Regions from separate parts of the Cricetulus griseus genome. Here region 1 is linked to region 2. Evidence: chromatin contacts called from public Hi-C data. All regions are on one chromosome and are shown on one strand. The core of a region is the stretch at or near the end of the contact, and the rest is flanking DNA. Distances in the headings are between cores, read along the strand shown. Region 1 holds the start of Flrt3 (leucine-rich repeat transmembrane protein FLRT3). Region 2 overlaps Macrod2 (ADP-ribose glycohydrolase MACROD2).

The links. Hi-C and Micro-C count contacts between places; a contact is called where the count stands out from the background.
Region 1: a contact with region 2 is called in a Hi-C map of fibroblasts, with 2.9 times the contacts expected there. The contact joins the promoter of Flrt3 here to the enhancer-like site in region 2. A contact is called at or near these places in 2 of 8 Hi-C or Micro-C datasets (the CHO-K1 cell line and fibroblasts).

The regions. Positions count from the first base shown.
Region 1 is chr6:38,147,227-38,153,223 of CriGri-PICRH-1.0, reverse strand. Flrt3 (leucine-rich repeat transmembrane protein FLRT3) reads right to left here and starts at 2,066. Exons shown (of 2, transcript XM_035446322.1): 1 at 1,825-2,066. The region is part of intron 3 of Macrod2 (ADP-ribose glycohydrolase MACROD2); the gene reads left to right.
Region 2 is chr6:37,944,675-37,950,305 of CriGri-PICRH-1.0, reverse strand. The region is part of intron 4 of Macrod2 (ADP-ribose glycohydrolase MACROD2); the gene reads left to right. Among named protein-coding and RNA genes, the nearest start is that of Flrt3, 200 kb to the left of the region's middle. Within about 2 kb of position 4,160, at least 1 of the 6 cell types and tissues checked has open chromatin away from gene starts, as enhancers often do. A contact at or near this core is called in fibroblasts, where this site is marked.

The sequences.
Region 1 (5,997 bases), core at 817-3,316, 210 kb before region 2:
TGTTATCTTTTTTTAATTTTTGGAAAAAAAACTTTGTTTACTTCCCAATTATTTATCTCATAAACATTAGATTCAGGAATTGTTTAATTGGACATTTGAACCAATTCAGAATCAATTTTTTAAAAGGGTGTGCAGAGAAACAAAAAGCCCAATTAATAACAAATCAATGCTACTATTGGAATACCCTATTAATGAATTCATTATGTTTATTCATTTGGTAATATCTTTTCTGACCTTTGGGAATTTTCTATTAAAAGAATAAACTGATTTTTTTTAGCTAAATATATGTAATGAAATTTTAAAACCTTTTCTTCATTTTAGGCTAATAAATATACAGATTTACACATATCCATATACACATATATTTGAAGCTAAGTCATATAACTAATCTTTGCATAGTCATAACACAATAAGATCGTTAATATTTGTAGTGATAATATTTTGTGATACTTTTAAAGGATTGATTTCTTTACTCATTTCCAAAGAAATGGATGTCAGTCACCTGTCACTCTGAGTCAAGCTTAAGTGATTCTAGCCTGAGAGTGGGCAGGTTCCTCCTTGTCTGTTTATGCTGGTCAGGATATTCTTATGCAGTTAAGGATGAATGAAGGAATCGCTACAGCTGAAGCACTTTTCATGGCTTTAATCATGGTATTTCATCCTGATCACATAACCAATGTGTGCATTTTGAAGCATAGATTGACTGAGAACAATTAAAATAACTATTAAAAACCATTTAGTTATGTAATTGAAAAACACCAACATTTTTTAATTTCCTTTTAAGTCTAAACAAATAAGCCCCCTCCCAATGTTGAGAAAAGACGGGCCTGTTGCACTCTTTACCTTCATGCAACCATTTTGTTTCAGACATAATTTACTGAAAAACAGTTATTTTTTTTTAAGATACATTTAAATACCTTCTGGAAGCTTTGTAGTCTCCATGCATTTGTTCCAATATAAGATTTTTCCACTGCGAGTTGCAAGTGAATGGCCACTCAGCCTTTGCCATTTGACGATGACCCCAGCCAGGCTTTCCTCCCCTGCTACCCTCACTGCATACATCAAGCACCGGCTTCCAGGGTGATCTTTGTTAGTTTTTCTGAGTGGACTTACCCAGTTACTATGCTAGTCACATTCTACACTTGCCCAAGCGATGGGTTTTGGCGTTCTCCTGGCCCGAGACTCTGAGTTGAATTTACCAGTTGAGATTCCCGAGCTTCAAATGCCTGAAGGAGCTGTGGCAGGATAAGCAGTGCAAGCTTTCAGATCTAGGTGTAGCTGTTAATCCTCCACAGAGGGGTCTTGTTCTCCCAGGGCAGCTCGCTGGCTGTGAGCGAGATATATGCTTTTCATGGACTGCGTACTCATGGGCTGAGGGATTATTGATTTTCTTTCACAGTTATGAAAACAGCGATAGGTGATCATACCACACATACAGTACACACCAAGTTAGCGACCTTTCGCTTTTGTAGCCGAGAAAAAAAAAAATCTGCCTCTTATTCTATCTCAAACACTCAACTTTCCAACTTGCAGTTTCCCGTAAAGCTTCATGTCAATAGCAATTGCTTGAAAACAGAGGGGAGCTATCATCATCATCATCATCATCATCATTAATGCTATAAGGCTGTAAGAAACTTCTCACATTTGGCTATTTAGGCAGACTTTCCCTAGCTGCCTTGCACGCACATCTTTGCTTGTCCTGCTGACGGAGCAAACGCGGCTACTTGGATTCCTCATGGAACCCAGCAAGTCCTTTCTTTCTAGAGAGTAACAGCGAGCGAAGTTTCTGGGACAATGGTAAGAAAAAGCATGAAAAACACTTACCAGGAAGACGAGAAAAAAAAGCAATCCTTTATACCCTGCTGCTACAGCTGTAATTCCATTGCCTGTGAGTTGAAGTAAAAACCCTCCCCCGTCTGCGGAGCGCGGCATCCAGGGCACACAAAGCCACAGCAGCTGCAGCCTGAGCCCGTCCTGCTTCAGATCACTCCTGTGCTGAGGACTGCGCGCGAGAGCATCCAGTTGACTGCGCGCAGCCCACCTCCAAGTCTGAAGTTTAAAGCTTCACCTCGCAGTGGTTGAGGAAGGGGGTGATGTCATAGGTGGGCAGGACTTAGCCTAGCTCTTGTTCAGTGAGGTAACTGGATAATCAGACAGATGAGCTTTGCCAACGCTAGAGGGGGTGAGAGAAGCCGAAATGAGCCGTTCAGCTTGCCAAAGCCAAGATGCCATTTGGTTTGTAGGCAGCGCCTCAGACTCTCAGCGTTCCCTAAAGTTTACTACTACGAGGTGGTGGTAGCACACTCAGAAAAATACACAAGCATGCGAGAAGGATTATTTGTAAGATCACAACAGAGGAACAGGTGTCTGGTGTCCAAGCCATCTGCATTGAAAATACGTTAACGAAAGTCAGATTGTTTTCATTATATTACAATCATGTTCTAACTGTGGAGAATGGACGATGGCAATCCCAACCAAAATTTATTTGGTAAATGAATCGAAAGCAGGTTCACATATGATTTACTTAGGAGAAAGGACATGGGAATAGGAGAAAGATAAAAATATTGAAGAAAGCAGTCTTATTGGGAAGGAGGAAGGCTTTTCTTTTCATGTGCACTTTTACATAATGAAGCAGGTTTCATGTACTACTACAGAGACCACTTACAAGTGTGCCTAACTGCATACCCCTACTTTAGAACCAAGTCGATAATATAACTTACATTTAAGAGATTCCCCCAAAATAAAAAGGTAGAATCTTTTTCTTATTTTTTTTTTCTTGCTGCCATGAGCATGGGTTCAGACAGACATCATCATCCTAGAATATCTGTTAGAGATGGTTCTGCTGGGATTAAATTATTTTAATCTGGATACATGAATAAATATTGACAGTTGCAAGACACTGCGATTTCTCTGCCTCATTAACAGGATATTAAGACTGTGATTTCCAGGTGTAACTTTTTCATCAGTTTCCTACTGTTGAGTTAGGAATTACTTTGGACTTGTGAGCTTCCCCTTAAGGAAGTGAATTTAAGTGAAGGATCTTGTTTCTGCATTTACCCTAATGGCCATTTCCTTTAATGTCTTTATTTGCTTGATTCTGACTGTGTTCTTTCTAGGAAATTTTTTGTTTATCTTTGAAGGCTAGTTGTCTGTCTCAGGAGTATGTGGTTATTTTCTCTTCATTAGCTGCCTTTAGTTTATCCGTGTGTTTGGCATCTGTTTGACCTTTTGAATTTTCCTCCAAGAATGGAGGCTATCAGAGTGGAAGGTGAAGTGAACCCCTGATAAGAGATGTTCTGACACCTATTGTTCTATGATCACTCTTTTGCTGACTTCTGGGGACTGACCCATTGAATGAAAGTAAGACTTTTAGCATTTTAACATCTATTGAAAAGCCAGTTTCTTAGAAGTCTTAAGTAGTGCAGGTTAAACTCCAAGGTGGCTGCTGCATTTTTTGGAGGAAAGAAAGTTGAACCAACTGATAATCTCTTAGGAATAGGTGGGTTGTTTTCAGTTACTGCAAATCAACACCTGGATTAAATTATTTCTTGAAATAGTTCTTTCTAGAAGCCATTTTCAAATGAGAGTTGATTCTATTTAAAAAGGAAATTTTTGCCTGACCAAATTCCTGTGGGCTTATATCCATATTTAATCAGTTCTGTCTCCATTCAGCTGCCTCAAAGCCTTCAACAAAAATGAAAGATAAATGGGCAATTTGGGTTATAGGTATCTAAAGGAAAGCAGGCTGGTCTGGGAGCTGGGTGCTTTGGGGCTTGCATTCCCTAGGCTGCAATTTGTCATGTGACCTCATATTACCTGCTTTGTGCTTTGGTTTCATCTCTTGGGAAATAACGGCAGCAAGAATTTATTGAATACCAATTATGTTTTCTGCATCCTGCCCCCCACAAGCTGTGAATTAAAATGTAGCAGCATGCAAGAGATTGCCAAAAATGTAATCTATCCTGCCTTCATTGTCATCTTCCCTTTCACAAACAAATATACTCTTTTTCAAATTTAAATTACATTTATTTGTTTGTATGTGGGGGTTAGGAGAATACACACACATCATGATCTAAGTGTGGAGGTCAGAAGGTAACTTACAGGAATCAGTTTTCTCCATCCACCATGTGAGTGCCAGAGTCCAAACTCCAGTCTTCAAGCTTAGCACTCTCACAGGCCCCAGATGTATATACTCTGGGGCGAGTGCAGAGTAGGGTGGGGGTCCAATTCCTTCTATTATCAGACACCTGAAATTCTGCTAGTGTCAAGTGGACTTACTTTAATGTGTGCCCCCTTGACTACTTTCTGTAACATCTCTAGCAAGGTTAAAATGCCAAGCGTTACTTCAGATTGCTTTCCTGCTATATACTCCAAAGGAGACTAACTAGAAAGGGATAGTTGCTCCAGTTGGAGGAGGAGGAGACTAAGCAGCTTTTGTGATGTGAAGGGTGGGACTGGAGTCTCACAGGAAGAAGGACTCAAAGTATGTGTGTGGTACGGAGGGCCACTGAGTCTAAGTATATGGGCTTCAGAGTCTTCCCTTGATCTGAGCTCTCTCTTGGGCTTTGCCACATGACTATTGACAAATCACTTAATGTTTCTGAGTTTATTAGCTCAGAGCGTGACTCATAGTAACTGCCCAGCAAAGTGATAGCTGCTCTTACAAAGATGGGGGGAGGCATTTGGGCATGTGGTAAAAAGAAGTATTACTCAGTGGTGGTAGGGTAGGGCCAATAACATGGTTTTCAGTTTTCACATTTCTCTTTGGAGTTGTTCTATAGGCAGAGATGGGCGTGCAGTGGAGGCAGAAGATTATTTGTTTCCTATCTTCTTATATCACAGGGCTTCAAGTTCCCTGCATTTAAAATCTAGTTGAGCCCAAACGATTTTGTTTTGTGTTTTTCTCTGTGAGACTAGGGGACATTACATTTGGAATCAGGTGTATCCACGTAGAAAAATAAAAACAAATACCCCCACCTTCTTGCAAATCACTTTTACTACTTTCCAAGTAAAGCCACAATCCCTAATGATTGATTACAGAAGGGATCATCTGATCCATGTCTCCGAACTTACCTATACATAGGCTATCTAGTTCACCCTTATCACACATACTCATTACTGCCTTGTAAAAGACACTGCTACTAGAGACATCCCAAAGCACCTCCACCTGTGATGTTTTGAGATGAAATCTTGGGACACATCAAAGTGTATTTAAGTTAGAAACATTGCTGATGGTCTTCTGTCCCTTGAGGCTAGCGATGAGAATAAAAGCTTTACAGTGCTGGGGGAAGACAAGGTAGGCTTGGCTTTGGTATGGTAAACAGCTTGACCTGCTGGCTATCAGTTGAGACTCTCTGGATTCCAAGTCACTGAAAGCCTAGCTGCACTGCCCAGTCAACAGTTGGAATGGATGGGCTTTCGTGATAACTTCAAACACCCAGACCAAATGGCTTCAGGTAAAGCTTGAGAGAGTCACTTGTCAGCAGAGGATGCAGTTTTCTCTGCTCTCTGTTCTGGCTTTTGCAGTGTCAGCAGACTCCTTAAGCTATAGACAGTGGGCCCTTGGGAGCTCTGGCTTTCCTTTTAGGCAGCACCAGTGCACATATTCCTTCCATTCTCTATCCACACAGTGTTCCAGGGAGGGGAAGCCTCTTCCTAGAAGCTTCTGCACCCTCATTTGTTTAAACTTGAATAGATTCTCACTCCAGAAGCTATTGTACAAAGACCAGGAGATAAGCTGGTGAACCACTCTCCCCCTTGGAGCTGTACTTGAAGTGGACCCTTTTAGAAACTGAGGGCACACCCCAAAGAAAACAGAGGTCTTTGGATTGGAGAAGGAAGCAGGGGATATTAGAGATGATTATTTCTGAGGATTTGGTATACTGAAATTTGAAACTTGGATGTGTTTTATAAATTTATAGACTTGAAGCTACTCTGTTTCTCCCCTTTCTGTTTTTTGCTTTTTCTTCTTTCTTTCTTCTTTGCCAGAGTTTCTGC
Region 2 (5,631 bases), core at 2,911-5,410:
ATGTCTCTCTTAGGGTTTTCCTTGTTCCCTAGCTTTTCTGGCGGTGTGGATTGCAGGCTGGCAATCCTTTGCTCTATGTCTAAAATCCATATATGAGTGAGTACATACCATGTTTGCCTTTTTGTGACTGGGTTATCTTGCTCAGGATGGTTTCCTCTAGTTCCTTCCATTTGCCTGCAAATTTCAAGATTCCATTGTTTTTTTCCGCTGAGTATTACTCCATTGTGTAAATGTACCACATTTTCTCTATCCATTCTTCAGTTGAAGGGCACCTAGGTTGCTTCCAGGTTCTTGCTATTACATATAATGCTCCTATGAACATAGTTGAACAGATGGGAAAGCAGCATAGGATCAACCCAGACCCCCTGATCATGTGTGTCAGTTAGGAGGCCTGGGCAATCTATGGGGCCTCTGGCAGTGGATCAGTATTTATCCCTAGTGTATAAATGGACTTTGGGAGCCCACTCCTCATAGAAAGATAATCTCTCAGCCTAGACACACAGGGGAGGGCCTAGGCCCTGCTCCAAATGATACTACAGACTTTGAAGATCTCCCATGGAAAACCTCACCTTCCCTGGGGAGCAGAAAGGAGATGGGATAGAGGGTTGGTAGGGGACAAGGGAGGAGGGGAGGGAGAAGGAACTAAGATTGACATGTAAAACAATCTTGTTTCTAATTTAAATTAAAAAATCTGAAGAAAAAATTCAGAATTTTGCCTTAGAATTTTAGTTTTGAAGGCTGGGATATTATTGAAACTATAATATCATGAAACTAGTATTAGAAGATACTACTTATCAAATTACTAAAACTATATATAATTAAGACCAGTAAAGGAGATCCCTGTATCACTATTTAAAGCATGGGATATTTTCTCTATATTGTAGAGATTAGGATCCACTGGGACTATTTAAATACATGTAAAAGCTGTCACAGATAGCACTATGAAGTAAATATTATCACATTTCTTACACTGATGGCACTAATTGTTAAAGGCAGTTGTTTTAGCAAGTGTATCCTAACTATATCAAGAAGCACGTTGCCAATTAATGGGTATCTTAGCTGGATAGAAGGAAGAATTAGGAGATGGATAAGAGGCTAATTATATTTCAAACCTCCTTTCAATATTAGCTATAAGATGGGTGATATAGTCCTACTCTGCATAAATACTATCTCAACTTGTTCAAGGAAAGAGAAGCTACTGTATTAGGCATTTGGGGAGCATGTTTAAGACCATAAGCTGAAAAAGAGGTTACACCTTGCCATCTTCCTTTCCTGCCCTTTCTTCTGTCCTACAGGGAGTGAATGATGCCACAATGCAAGTTAACATGAACTAACTAGAGATCACTTCAGTTGGACAACTCTGGGCAACAGAGTAAATTTGTGACTTAGATTTCTTCTAACTGAGGGATGAGGGAGTTGGAGGACATGAATTTTCCATCCATTATGGCATTTCATGTTCATAGGCAAAGTTGACAGTAGAGGCCAGAGAAAACCCTGAAGCAATGAGATGCAGGGACTGGATGCTGGACTAGTGACTATTCATACTGTGGAAGACCTGGCCACGATTGTCCTAATTCCATCTCTTCTTAGTCTGTGCTAGAGAGGAAATCACACTCTTGCTTTCTCCTTGTGGTCATTCAGAGAAAGAACTACAACTGTATTTTGAGGTAGTGGGAAAGATACCTTAACATAGTTTTCCATGCACTCATTGATACCTTTTGAATGTTTGTAATCTATTGTCATCACAAAATTGTTAAGTAGCATCTATTTTTAATAAATATTCTCTATATATTTCTTTTAAAATTAAAATCATCATGATGTTTTGTAAATTTCACATCATTTATACATAAATGATATTTTTACACATAGAACTTTCATTATTTTAGAATTGATTAACATAATTTTTTGGTAATTTTGCATATGATTTCTTTTAGCTGGGAGTCATTATGCAAGGATTATTATTATTTTATTTTACTGATTTAAAAATATTTTCAAGGAGTTTTTTGCTTTAAAGGTCAAAGAGAGATGATTTAATCAATGAGGCCATGCTGAGGAAGCAAACAGAGGGGCTCATGGGCCCAGGTCTGTCTTTGTGATACGAAGTGAGTTAAATGAAATAGAAAGAAATGAAAGCAGAGGAAAGAGATTCACATGATTTGACAGTTTGGGTGAGGACATTGCCTGGTTGTTGTTTCATTTCTCATTCTACAAGATGGTCCAAGAAGTTCCTATTGCTCAAGGCAGCAGACTGGTTCTCAGGCCATAATTGCTCCAGCTCTAGGGTACAACCTTGCCCTCCTGGATATATACTCTCTCCTGGAGGGTGGTCCTGTCTGCTGTTTGGAGTCCATGATGGTAGACTGAAGACATGGCAGCAGGAACTGCTGAGAGCAGGAGGCAGAGAGAGCTCAAGGCAGTTTTGGATTAAATGCTAACCTTCTCCACAGCCCTTGATAAATGAAGTAAGATCTTGTTGTTCATTTACTCAACACTTACAAATTTGTCTTGTGTCAGTCACTGCGCTGGAAGGTAGGGATACAAAAAGAAAATAATGTCTTAGAACATTCAAATCTTAAAATCATTTAGATGCAACTGTGTGACATTTTTTTTACTTTATTATCTTAGTGGTGCAGACATCTGACAAACTCATAGTCTTTTCCCCTTCAGTTGCTCCACCACCACTGCCTGGTGGTATGGATTTGGTTCTTTAATGAAGTACAGAGTTGTATAGTATAAACTAAGTTAGTATTTGAGTGAGTAATTCCACTAGTAATTTTCTAATATTTATTTAAACAATGATACTGAATTATTATAGTTATAGGAGTAAGTCTTGCTTCCACTGCAATTCAGGAATGTGAAATAAGTCGCCTTCTCATGTAACTGCAGTAATGAAAGTCTCAATGGGAAAAAGTTCTATATACAGAATTTCTTAAACCATAAGTTGTCAACAGAACAGAGAGACATTAAACTGCCAGTGCTTTTGTGCTTATAAGTATGTCAGATAACCCAGGGCATGGATTGATTACAGGTAATCATTTTTGGCATCATTATTATCATCTATTGCAAAAATAGCTTACATGGAAGAGGAGCACCCCTGTGAAAATTATGTAGTGAGTTGCCATTGAGATGCGTCACGAGCTTAAAATATTTTGTAAAAGAATATGTGATAATAAAATTGTAAATTTATTCAGACTATAAAATATTAAAAAGGCAGTTGGACATTCTGTCATTTAAATTTTAATTATCTTCTATTTTGAATGAAGTTTTTCCTGAGCTGTTGCCCAATTTCTGTTATAAAGTTGGCTGTAATTTTCACAACATTCTTTTGATAACTATATATGCATTTGGTAGATCTGGAGTTGAAGGTATGGTAAAAGTGCACTTCCCATTTTTTCTGTATGAACCATTGAATTTATTTTCAGAATAACACTGGATGGATATTTCATCTAATCAAAATGAACTTCTCCAATCCTTTTCACTAATAAACGCATATGGTTTTCATCTTATCTTTTAAAATGAATAATGGATTTTTCAGGGATATCAGACAATATGACTGACACCAGAACACAATAGGACAACCTGTGATTTATTTTTCTTTCTAGGTTATTTTCTCCAAAACTAGTTCATTTTTCATTCATTTACATTTCAGCGCACCTTTGGGTCTTCCTATTATTCTGTCTAACCTTTTTTTTTTTTAAAAATATTTTTCATAGAATGAAGTATAAAATATTCATAACCTCTGAGTGAAAGTGGAGCTGAGTAAGGTTTAAAAAAAAGACATTTCCTCCTTAGGAATGTGGTAACAAACTCTATTTAGTAGATTAGATAGATTCAGCCCCAGGACTGTGGAGTGTGTATACGAAAGATGCCTTTGGTGTAGCCTTAGGATTCCAGATCTTACTGTGTATCCTCATCAATAGAGTGGCTTACAGAGCTGCTACACCAGAGTTGGGGTCCGAGGCATGGGTAGTGTTTATCTTTGCTAGTACTATGAGGTCATGATCCAGCCTAATAAAGTAAGTCATTGGGACATTTCCTCTGAGTTTGGTTTCCCACCCATAATAGAAGACAACTGATTATCCAATGTTGAAATCCCTGGCCCTTGCTGGCAGTATGAGTCAGCTGTCTGTGTAACTCTACCCTTAAATGTGTCATATCCTAGGTCTTACCCAGCACTTCTGCTCTTTCTTTTTTCCTCCCCTTTCCCCTTACTATCTGCTAGCTATGCTTTTGGTATTCCAACTTTCCCACATCATTCTGCTTTACCGGTTTTTTCCTTCACCTCTCTTGCTTCACAGCTTGCCCCATGACTCATTCACTATTTTGTAGCTCACACTTGTTCTTAGACCTTTTATTTGATTGTCCTTAAATGAAGTCAGTACTGGCTGCTGGCACACCCCTTGACTTGCAAGGGTGTGGCCAGGTTCCTGAGAAATGCTTGTCAAACATGCAGTGTAGTGTTGCTGTATTACCCCCTAGCTGGGATTCTGAGGTCCAGACCACTAAATAGTTTTCCAAGGCTGTGGAACTCATCTCTACTGTGCCAGGACTACAAATGACTTAATACTTGTTGCATTGGACACTCTATAAAATAGATTTATATTTGTGTGTTCCTCTATGGCCCAATAAGCCCAAGGAGGGGAACTTATTCCAGTAGCTCTGTTATAAAGTCTATTGAACTCCAAACAGACCAAAGTTAGTAGAAAGCACTGGCTAAAGGGAGGGTGAGGCACATAATTGTTGTTGGGATTCCACTACCCTTTGTAAGAGATAAAATGTGAGGTAGTCTTTACTTTCTGAATATGTAGCTTTAAAATTTCTTTTAGACTCAGGCAATTTTCAGAGGAAGATGTACAAGATTAAAACAGAAATTCTTAAGATTTGTCCCACAATTTACTTTTTGGAAAAATAAAATGATTTACTTGAAATCTGATAATGGTTAGAATTTTTGGATTTATTCAAATTAATACGGCATGTCAGTATTTTGAGACCACGGTTTACTTATTAAGTTCTCCTTGATGCTTTTAGGAGAGACACTTCCCTAGAAAATGTGAGTTGGTATGGTGCCTTTGAAGTTAGCACTGGGAGAACCCTAATACAAACCAACCCTGGTGCCCTGAGGTTCTGAGCCCCAGCTACACTGTTTTGTCAGTGTAATGAGTAGTTATTTACCATTTCTGAGATTCTTCGAGAAACACCCTTCATATTTTCATTCAGTTCTTCAGGAGAATCAGCAACCTTTATGTCACAGACAACAAAACAAGTTCTAGGGTACTTGATGACTTATCTGAAGTGCAACTGAAATTCCAAATTAGAGTCTACATACCAGGGAACCACATTTCTGATGTTTCCACAAAGGCACTTCCAGGAACATCCGAGATGGCGTCTTATTGTTGTTGTTGTCAGAGAGATGACTTGCAAATGCATAGATCTTTTCTCTTACATACAGAACTGCAGATGCATTGTTCTCTGGCTTCCTCCATGATGCAAAGGTCCAATAAAATCTCCCTACTCCACCTCCCTTTATTAGGGCATTTTCTCCTCCATGATTATCCAGTGTGAGTATGCAATGAGTTGGGGCTGTGGGTGGAAGTTGCAGCAATTAGTTTTGCCTCAGGTAGAATGCTGACA